Regions from separate parts of the Sus scrofa genome. Here region 2 is linked to region 1. Evidence: chromatin contacts called from public Hi-C data. All regions are on one chromosome and are shown on one strand. The core of a region is the stretch at or near the end of the contact, and the rest is flanking DNA. Distances in the headings are between cores, read along the strand shown.

Region 1 (5,390 bases), core at 1,393-3,892:
CCCTGCCCCTGGGTTCAAGTGGGAGGGGACCTTGGATTCACCACTTCCAAGCTGGTGAACCATGAACTTCATTTACTCAAGGTTCTCTGGGAGAGCATCACCTGGCCATGAGCTGTGATGGGTCTGGGATTTTGCCTTACAAGGTAACCTCCACCTGTTGCATGGTTCTAGTGGAGAAGGGGACTCCTGGGTCAGAGCTGGAGGATGGTTTATTATTCACAGAAACAGCATCTGTGCCAGTTTCCAGAGCCCCAGCTCCCAGGGTGGCACAGAGACAGCCAGGTAACCCCTGCACCACAGTGAGTTACACTGCAGGAGAAGGCCCCTGAGCTTGTGGCAACCCACATCTTTTAGAGCAGACAACAGGTGTATCTGACCTTTGTTACAGAGAAGGATGGCTTTAGTCATACCCTTTTCCCATGTGGTTCATTTCACTCTGAATTCTTAGAAAGATGACCCAAAACAAAGGCAGTCAGTGCCTTGCGCTATTAGACCCAGGGAGAATTGTCACACTTTAGGTGCTAAACAAAAATACTCTTTATTATTAGTTCTGAATTATGCACATTTTAAAGTAAATGCGATCCTTAGGAAAAATATATCTTATATAAAATTCAACTCCTCTGCATTTTTTTACAATGCTACTTATCTTCGAAGCAAAGTAAAAACTAAATTTCGTTTTAGACATTCTGAGAATATTTTTCCCAGGCCGGTGGGGAACTTAACGAGAGAGAAATAGTCAATGACATTTCCCCAACCAGACAGGAGACTTTCATTTCTTGCTACTTTGCTACTAGAAAAGAGGAAAATAAATCTTAGCAGATGTGCTTAATACAGAAACTATTAAACAGGCGTTCCTGTCACGGCTCAGTGGAAGCGAATTGGACAAGTATCCATGAGGACACAGGTCCCATCCCTGGCCTTGCTCAGTGGGTTAAGGATCCAGCTGTGAGCTGTGGTGTACATAGGTCATGGATGTGGCTTGGATCTGGCATTGCTGTGGCTGTGGTGTAGGCCGGCAGCTACAGTTCCGATTTGACTCCTAGCCTGGGAATCTCCATGTGCCACGGATGCGGCCCTAAAAAGACAAAGAAAGAAAGAAAGAAAGGAGGAAGGAAGGAAGGAACTATTAAAGGTGAATTTATATTTACCATCCCTTGATTAATTTTCCCTTTTCTGCCTTCTTCTGGGTGTAGCCTGAGGGAGAAGCTTTGTTGTCCTGAGCAGGTTTGAGGATAGGATGCAAAGGAGCAGAGGGTGTAGACAGAACCTGGGGGGCGGGGGTGGGGAGAGTAGCAAGGAGTGCATAGAAGGTGGGGAGCGGCGGGAGGGTGGAGGAGGCAGGGCTGGACTAGGAGAGATGCAGGACTGCCTTGGGAAGTGGAACCTCGGGTGAGAGATGCGACAGCAGATTTTCTCTGATGGTTTTCAGGGTGATATAAGTGGAACCTTTTCCTTTTCCTCTCCTTGAAACCCTGTCCAAATTTGGGGACACTTTTCAGTGGGCCTGGTTTTTTTTTTTTACAAACACACAACTGTACAAACTTGGCCTCAGGATGTAGGGTGACGACCGAGCCAGTCAGATTTGGGTTGCAGTATTCATTTTTGAACCCTAAAGGATTCTACTGGTTTACCTTGTACAGTGATGGGGAAATACCAGGTCCCTGAGTAGACACGTGGGAAAAGACTGCTCAGCCTCTGACAAAGAAACATGATCATCTGCAACAATGGGGGAGGGGGGAAAGCCTGTTTGGGAAATATCTGTAGGAGAAAGAGAAGCATCTGGAAGGCTCACCTTCTGTGCTGAAGCTGTCCTAGGCAGCAGAGAGAATGCCTGCCATGGGAGACCTGTTTTCTCACAACCCTGAACACACTCAATATCCATCACCAGCTCTTTGATTTTTGCTGTTGTTGTTTGGCTGAGTTGGCAGCACGTGGAAATTCCTGGCAAGGGACAGAACCCCTGCCAGAGCAATAACCAGAGCCACAGCACTGACACCGCCAGATCCTGCACTCACTGAGCCACCAAGGAACTCCCATCCCTAGCTCTTTGAAACTCCCTCTTCAGTTAGCTTTGGGACCAGCAGATAAAACAGTTAACAGTGTTTGAGGCAGGGTCTGCTTGTGGCCAGCAGTGCCTTCACACCTACTTGTTACCTTGCTCTATTGGCACAACCACTCTGGTGGGCAGATGGATGTTTCCAGCTGAGTGGACCAAGCCTTGGAGCCTGCTCCTGACTCGGAGGTGGAGCCTGGAAGGAGAAACTGCCGCCTCTGACGCCAGGGCTGCAGCGCTGGGCAGCGGACCCGCAGAAAGGGATGGGGGAATGGCGGTGCCCCAACAGAAAAAGAAGGACCGGCACACAGCAGTGGGGCGGGGACCACGCCCTGCATCCCGCTCAGCTGTTTCCAGGTTGCCCCACAATCCTGGACCCAGTGGAGCGAGCAGGCTCTGCTTGGAGGTGGGGAGTGGGGGATGGGTCTAGGACTCGGCCCGCCTGTACAGGGTCACACAGAGACAAAGCCAGGTTTTGGCTCCCAGGTGGGTGCTCTTTGCCTCCTGCTTGGCTGCTGAGGACCAGCCCTGCCGTTGGGGGGCGCTCCCTCTGCAGATCCGCGCCAGGCCTGTGCTCCACCCGGGAACCACACCTCCCACCTGACTCCCAGCACTCCAGGTGCCAACCACACCCAGCCGCTTTCTAAATCACTCCATCTCCTATTCCTGGCTTTCTTTCTCATCCTCTCATACCCAGCGGTTTTTACTCGCCCTTGCAACACCACTTGATGTTGAAAAGGCTTTAAATACACTTTAATGAAGCATAATAGCAGCCTATGGGCTCAGGAGGGAGTTATTGATTTTTTTGGTGTAAAATATTAAAGTGTCTTTCAGGCTATTTATGTCCTTAGACCGCAGAGCTCAGGCTGTCACCTGATGCCCTAACCATACCAAGATCTGGTTTTCTTTCTGGGAAAACATCAAATATTTACCACTAGCATTACCTCCCCTCCATTTCTCCTGCCTGTCCAGCCTGTAAATGGCAACGGCCACAGGTGGGCTGCCTTCATGCACTGGCTGTGTCCCTTTCCCAGGAACCTGTTTGGCCTGTTCTGGACCAGGTGCCCATGCTAGGTAGGGTCCTGCTGACCTGGTCTTTAGGACAGCCATCTAGACCCCTCGGGCTCAATGGCTCCTGTCAAATGTTGTCTCGGCTGAAATAAAAATGTAAAATGTTTTTGGTCTGTGATGGTCTGAACGGTCCTCAGTTTTTTCCTAGAAGTACACATGAGTGATGGCGATACAGGTGCAGGGAAGAAGCAGATGCTGCTTTTCCCGGCTCCACAAAGAGGGCGGGGCTGGGAGGAGAGATGGAGCTGGTCCAGGAGTGAAGGTGGAGGGCCCTCGGGGCTTTTTCTTACCCAGTGTCCTCAACCAACACTGATGCCTATTCAGAAGCTGCAAGCCAGTCAAGCAGTGTTTCTAAAATTGTGTATGGCCAGTACCACAGATGTGTCATCAAACCTTTCCTTCTAGGGGACTTAAAAATGGTAAAGGTTTTGAAACTTCAAACAGGAAGAAGGTTCGCCCTGTTGCCCTGAAGTGTGTCTTTGGAGGTTTCTGAGCCAGTGCTCAGAGTGTTGCCATCTTTGAAGAGAAAGACGGTAATTACAGCAGTATACATTGCATGTTTATGTCTTCCAGAGGTTTCAAGGCCCCAGCCTGGGGCAGATCAAGTCAGCCAACTGCCTGGGGGCAAGAAGCTCCAAGTGGTACAAAACATCATTTGAAGTACGAGCAATAAAAGCAGAAAAGGGAATTCCCATCCCAGGGAAACGAGTCAGACTAGCATCCATGAGGACGCAGGTTTGATCCCTGGCCTCAATCGGTGGGTTAAGGATCCAGTGTTGCCGTGAGCTGTGGTGTAGGTTGCAGACACAGCTTGGATCCTGCATTGGATCCTAGGGAGCCTGGGAACCTCCATATGCCACACATAAATAAAGCAGAAAATAGATAAACTGAAATTCATCAAAATTAAGCTTCAAAGAACTCCATTAAAAAAGTGAGAAAACAACCACAACAGGAGAGAAAAGATTTGCAAATTACATATCTGATAAAGGATTAGTACCCAGAATATATAAGAACACTTACAACTCAGCAATCAAGACAAATAACCCAACTCAGACATGAGAATTTTCTCTCTCCAGAGAAGATAAACAAAAGGCCAAGTAGCACAGGAAAAGATGCTGAGGTCATTAGTCGTGGGGGAAGTGCCAGTCAAAACCACAGAGAGATGCCACTTCATACCCACTAGGATTCTAGGTTCAGGAGGGTGGGCAGGAACAGGTGTCAGCAAGGATGTAGAGAAGTCGGAACCTCATGCCTTGCTGGTGGGAATGTGAAACAGTACAGCTGCTTTGGGGAATAGTTTGGCAGTTCCTCAAAAAGCTAAGCAGAGAATTACCCTACAACTCAGAAATGCTACTCCTGGCTGTTTACCCCTCCCCCAACGAAAACATACATCTATGCAAACATTTGTATAGAAACGTTCTTCACAGTATGATTCATAATAGCCAAAAGTTGGACATAATCCAAGTATCCACCCACCAATGAATGGATAAATAAAACGTGGTATACCCATACAATGAAGTAGTATTTGGCCATAAAAAGAAATGAAGTACTGGAGTTCCCATCATGGCTCAGTGGTTAACGAATCCGACTAGGAACCATGAGGTTGTGGGTTCCATCCCTGGCCTTGCTCAGTGGGTTAAGGATCAGAGCGTTGCCATGAGCTGTGGTGTAGGTCGCAGACGTGGCTTGGATCCCGTGTTGCTGTGGCTCTGGTGTAAGCCAACAGCTACAGCTCTGACTGGACCCCTAGCCTGGGAACTTCCATATGCCACGAGAGCGGCTCAATGGCAAAGAGACAAAAAAAAAAAAAAAGAAAGAAAAAAGAAATGAAGTATTAATATACGGTACAACACGGATGAGCCTTGAAAGGTTATGCTAGGTGAAAGAAGCCAAATACACACCAGAAGCAGCCGTATATGCTATGGTTCCATTTATATGAAATGTCCAGAAAAGGTAAATCTATAGAGACAGAAAAATAGATTAATGGTTGCCAGGGGCTGGGGAGAAGGGGCAGTAGGGTAAGTGTTTCTTTTTGAGGTGATTAAAAATGTTCTGGCATTAGGGGAGGAGAGGAACAAAATAGGAGTTGGGGCTTAACAGATACACACAACTGTACATAAACTAGATAACCAACAAGGTCCTGCTATATAGCACAGGGAACTCTAATCAATATTTTGTAAAAACCTACAAGGGAAAAGAATCTGAAAAAGAATATATACACATATGTACATATAACTGAAAATATACGCATATGTATCTATAACTG
Region 2 (5,470 bases), core at 2,547-5,046, 420 kb after region 1:
CATCCACTCCCAGAACCCTTTTCTTCTTGCAGAAACTCTGCACCCATGGAACACGGACGCCCCATGCTCCTCCCCCAGCCCTGGCATCCTCCACTCCATTCTCTGTTCCTGAATCTGACTACTCTAAGGACCCCGTGTACATGGAATCGGATAGTATTTGCCTTTTTGTGACCAGTCTACTTCACTGAGCATAACGTCCTCAAGGTCCATCCATGTTGTAACACGTGTCAGAATGTCCTTCCCTTTCAAGGCTGAGTGACACCCCAGTGTGTGTATAGAGCACATTCTGATTACCTACCCGTCTGGTGAAGGACGCTTGCGTTGCTTCTACCTCTTGGCCGCTGTGACTAATGAATGTGGGTGTGCCAAGTTCTCAAGAGGCTGCTTTCAATCCTTTGGGGTCTACACCCAGAAGTGGCATTGCTGGTTCATGAGGTAATTCTGTGTTGAGGTTTTGAGGAGCCGCCATACTGGTCTCCACAGTGGCTGCGCCGTTTTACATTCCCACCCATAGGGCACAAGGGTTCCAACTTCTCCGCCTCCTCACCAACGTTTGCTGTTTTCTGTGTCTTGCTTTTGTTTTTGTTTGTTCTAAGAGCTGACCCAGTGGGTGTGTTTGAGCCAGGGGTGGGCATGAGCTGCTTTGTGCTTGGCAGATCCCTCTTGGCTGCTGTGTATAGAATACAGGGCACACCACTGACCACCCTGGCCTGGAGGATTTTGAGGACAAAGAGGCCTCCGTGAAGATGTCTGCAGGGACAGTGTGCTAAGTATTGTTGTCCCAGTCAATCCAAATAGGTGGTCACTTATGTTGCCAGGTGAGAGTGAAAAACTCTGGAGGCCACAAGGAGGAGGAGGCGGCAGCCACAGAGACAGGTGCAGGGGTGGCTCTGGAGGTGGGGGAGGGGCTTCATCCCCAGCAGAGGGGACCAAGGCCAAGGTTAGTTAAGGTGGTGGGAGAGGAGCTGAGAGGGCAGACACAGCGTGGGGAGGCAGACAGCCATGACCCCTCTTCTGTGAGGACAGGCAGGAGAAGGTGGGTCACTGCATTCCCACCCCCAAGCTCCCCAGGCCCGACTGTACCCCAGGCTCCCCACCCCCACCTGACTGAGCCCAGGTAGGAGCTGCACATGCAGCCCGAAGGGCTCAGCCCCCCGGGAAGCCACAGGACCCAGCATGTCTGTGGCGTGGGCAGGAGAAAGCAGAACCAAGAAAGATGGTTCTGGAGAGCTGCAGTTGCCTGAGAGGGTGACAGTGCACGAGGCGGAAGAGGTGGGTCATCTTCTCTTCCTCCATCCAGCTACACATTTGTTTTGGGCCGTTTTCTGTATAATTTTTATTTGACAATAAAATGGTTAAAAAGAAGGAAGGGAAGGAAAGGAGACTCTGTTTGAACACTTGAGGGGTTGATTGCCCCATTTTCCTGTGACTGGGAGCTGGGGACCCCTGGGGAGGGAGAAAAGAGGGGTGCTTCCCCACCTCAAGTTGTGAGACACACACAGAGGGGCAGCATGGAGCCAAGACAGCTTGAGGCAAAGGAAAAGCCTGAAGCATTTGCTCCAGCTGAGTCCGAGGATGAGGGGACCACTGGACCCACTGCTGCAGGATCAGTGGGACAGGAGAGCAGGCCAGGCAGCCGAGACTGGGGAGGCTCAGCCCCTGGAGCCATGGGGATGCTGATGGGCTGGGAGCTGGCTGGTCCAGACCGTCCTCATTTGGGGCAGCTTTGTTTATTTTTTTTTTAGAAAACGACTTTCTTGGCTCTGTAGTTGAATTTAGCACTAAGTCTTCATGTGGAGTTCTACAAAGAACAATACCTCCATCACCCTTCTGGCTGAAGGATTTAAGAATATTCGTTTATATTATTTAAACTTTCACATTTTATAAACATTCATTTTGCATTATTAAAACGTAGTTTTTTTTCTCCCCAACTAAAAGTAAATCTGGGCTTGATCTCAAAAATATACAAACAACTCGTACAGCTCAACAACAAAGAAACAAACCACCCCATCAAAAAATGGGCAGAATTCGACATTTCTCCAAAGAACACATGGCCAATCGGCACATGAAAAGATGCTCAACATCACCAATTATTAACAAAATGCAAATCAAAACTACAATGAGGTACCACCTCACACCAGTCAGAATGGCCATCATTAATAAGTACAAATAACAAATATTGGAGGGGGTGTGGAGAAAAGGGAACCCTCCTACACTGTTGGTGGGAATCTAAGCTGGTACAACCACTATGGAAAACAGCATGGAGGTCCCTCAGAAAACTAAAAATAGAAATACTGTATGATCCAGCAATCCCACTCCTGAGCATATTTTGGGACAAAACTATAATTCAAAAAGATGCATGTACCTCTATGTTCACTGCAGCACTATTCAACAATACCCAAGACATAGAAACAACCTAAATGTCCATTGACAGATGCATGAATTAAGATGTGATATATATATACACACACACACACACAATAGAATATTACTCAGCCACAAAAAAATGAAATAATGCCATTTGCAGCAAAATGGATGCAACTAGAGATTCTCATACTAAGTGAAGTAAGGCAGAAAGAGAAAGACAAATGCCATATGACATCATTTATATGTGGACTCTAAAATATGGCACAAATGAACCTGTCTATAGAACAGAAACAGACTCACAGACATGGAGAGCAGACGTGTGGTTGCCAAGGGGGAATGGGGAGAGAGCTGGATGGATGGGGAGTTTGGGGTTGGTAGATAAAAACTAATACATTTAGAATAGACAAGCAATGAGGTCTTACTCTGCAGCACAGCGAACTATATCCAATCTCTTGGGAGAGAACATGATAGCATAAGAAAGGGAATATATATACATATACATACATATGACTAGGTCACTATGCTGTGACACAGAAATTGGCACAGTAGTGTAAATCAACTATACTTTAATGAAAAAAAATTTTAAATGGAGTTCTTGCTGTGGCGCAGTGGGTTAAGAATCTGACTACAGAGGTTCAGGTCTATGCAGAGGTGTGGGTTTGATCCCCAATATGGCACAGTGGGTTAAAGCATCTGGCATTGCCACAGCTGCAACTTGGATTTAATTCCTGGCCCAGGATGCTGTAAGTGTGGCCATTAGAAAGATAAATAAATAAAAATAAATAAATTAAAAACATTTTTAAATTAAAAAAACGTAAATCTGTGTTCTGCCGCATAGGACCCAGTGCTCTGTACACTGCTGGCTTGTTGATGGATCAATTATTTTCACTTACTTATTTTTATAAATTTTTAACTTAGGGGGAGTTTCCATAGTGGTGCAGAGTAAACGAATCCAACTAGGAACCATGAGGTTGTGGGTTCCATCCCTGGCCTCGCTCAGTGGGTTAAGGATCTGGCGCTGCAGTGAGCTGTGGTGTAGGTTGCAGAAATGGCTGGAATCCCATGGTGCTGTGGCTGTGGTGCAGGCTGGCAGCTGTAGCTCTGATTGGACCCATAGCCTGGGAACCTCCATATGCCATGGGTGCGGCCCTGAAAAAGACCAAAAAAATTTTCTTTAACTTAGAACAATGATACTGGCCCTTGAGGAAATGGAAGCCTTCCAGGTGGGCTGTGCTAGGGGCGGGCAGGCAGGTACTCCTACATTGGAGGTTCTTTCTAATCCCCTGAAAGTGAGCTATTTATACCTTGAAATCCGTGTTTTTAAGGCAATGTATTCTTATGATCTTGCATAACTCCCATTATGTCAGAGAACAATTTCCACTGTCCTAGAATCATATAAACCGTGTTCTGAGAGCTCAGGACAGGTGGCCTGGGTCAGCGGGATTCTCTCTCTGTCGGCTGGCTTCCTGGGACCCCTGTCACTGGCCTTTGTTCTAGTGTGCTCCTGGCCAAGGAACGGCTGTGATGGCTGCTTACTTTATCTTTAGAGGACTGACTGCTGCTTTGCAAGCTTTGCCAGGAGGATAGAGGCTGTGGAGCACAGGGAGGGAGGCAGGAAGAGCTCAACTGGCCCAGGGGGAGGAACAGACTCCGCCCCTCCGCCCACCTGCTCCGCCCACTGGAGGAGGGAGGGGATTTCGAGGAGGCAGGTGAGACAGCAGAGATGCGAAGGGTTAAGGCAACCCGGCCAGAGGGCCTGGCGGAAGAGAACTTGGAGTGAAAAACCAGAAGCAGGGTGTGGGACGAGGATGTTGGAAGGTAAAGGAGGGTGCTGGTAAGGTGGCAGAGTCCCACATGGGTTAAGAAGTTTGAACCTTCCACAAACCATTAATTTTATTTATTTATTTTTAAATAGGGTGGGAAGGAATGGAAGTGGGGTCACCACCTTTATTTTGCCATGTGAGGACACAGGCCTGTACAACTCATTGCATCAACTATTCTAATGCTTTTGTTGATGAAAAGACCCCCTTCAGAAAAAAAAAAAAAATAGGAAGAAAGGAAATGTCAAAATAAAGGACCATACTTCTGAGGACAGCTGGCAACCCCGATCTTACACTTGCCAAAGCCTGAGAACGTTAACACCGAGGGCAGTTTGCACAGACCAGCTCTGCCCCCAACAGGGAGCCCTGGGGAGTGACCGAGCCCTGGTCCAGTCTGGGGTCTGGGCAGGCGGGGAAATGGCTTGGGCTGAGTGCTGGTGTCCAGGAGGGGACGCCAGGAGGCGTTGTCGGGACCTGTCCTCCTAAAATGCCCCTGGAGCTGGCCTCTCAGCTGCGGCCACCCCCAGCCCTCATGGCTCACCTGGACCATGACTGGCCTTCCCACTGCTCTCTCTGCTTCTCCCTCCTCCTTTCATAATCCATTCTGTGCATGGTGGCCAGAATGAGCTTTGAATTTTTCTTCCATTTTTTTTTTTTTCCTTTTCTGAGTGTGCATGCAGCATGAGGAAGTTCCTGGGCCAGGCATCGAACCTATGTCACAGCAGTAACCTGAGCCACAGCTGTGACAATGCTGGATCTTTAACCTGCTGAGCCACTAGGGAACTCCAGCACAATCTTTGAAGAAGTGACCTGATCATGTTTCTTGCCTGCCAGCATCCTTAGCAGCTGGTCGCATGAATCCCAACACTTGGACCTGGGGCCCCGCTTGAGCAGCGTCGGTCTGAGGCTCTGACTTCACCGGGCCTCCTGGCCTGGCTACAACCATGTGTAACATGGTTCAGTCCCTGCAGGGAGCCAGGCACTCACTGTCTCGTCCTCTGTCCAGCTCTTCCTCTGCCTGGAGGGCGTTTCTCCTGCTCTTTGCCCCCCAAACTCCTTTGGGTCTCAGCGGACAGAGAACATCCCCCAGAGGGCTTTGCTGGAGTCCCCACGCTGACTGGGCTCCTGCTGTTTGCTTCACATCACATGCTCTTTCTTTACAGCATCATTGCTTATGGAGAGGCCTCCAGGCCACGGCTGCATTAGGAGAGTTGCTAGAAGAACTCACAGACTCAGTTGTATTTGTTTCCACAGTCAAGATTTGTCACAGTAACGTGGGAAGG

The links. Hi-C and Micro-C count contacts between places; a contact is called where the count stands out from the background.
Region 2: a Hi-C map of omental adipose tissue shows a contact between it and region 1, with 1.5 times the contacts expected there. The contact joins two enhancer-like sites. A contact is called at or near these places in 4 of 47 Hi-C or Micro-C datasets (embryonic fibroblasts, epiblast stem cells, omental adipose tissue and 1 more).

The regions. Positions count from the first base shown.
Region 1 is chr3:53,103,254-53,108,643 of Sscrofa11.1, forward strand. No RefSeq gene overlaps it. Among named protein-coding and RNA genes, the nearest start is that of CNOT11, 25 kb to the left of the region's middle. Within about 2 kb of position 2,643, at least 8 of the 83 cell types and tissues checked have an H3K27ac peak or open chromatin away from gene starts, as enhancers often do. A contact at or near this core is called in omental adipose tissue, where this site is marked.
Region 2 is chr3:53,522,800-53,528,269 of Sscrofa11.1, forward strand. No RefSeq gene overlaps it. Among named protein-coding and RNA genes, the nearest start is that of NPAS2, 35 kb to the left of the region's middle. Within about 2 kb of position 3,797, at least 8 of the 83 cell types and tissues checked have an H3K27ac peak or open chromatin away from gene starts, as enhancers often do. A contact at or near this core is called in omental adipose tissue, where this site is marked.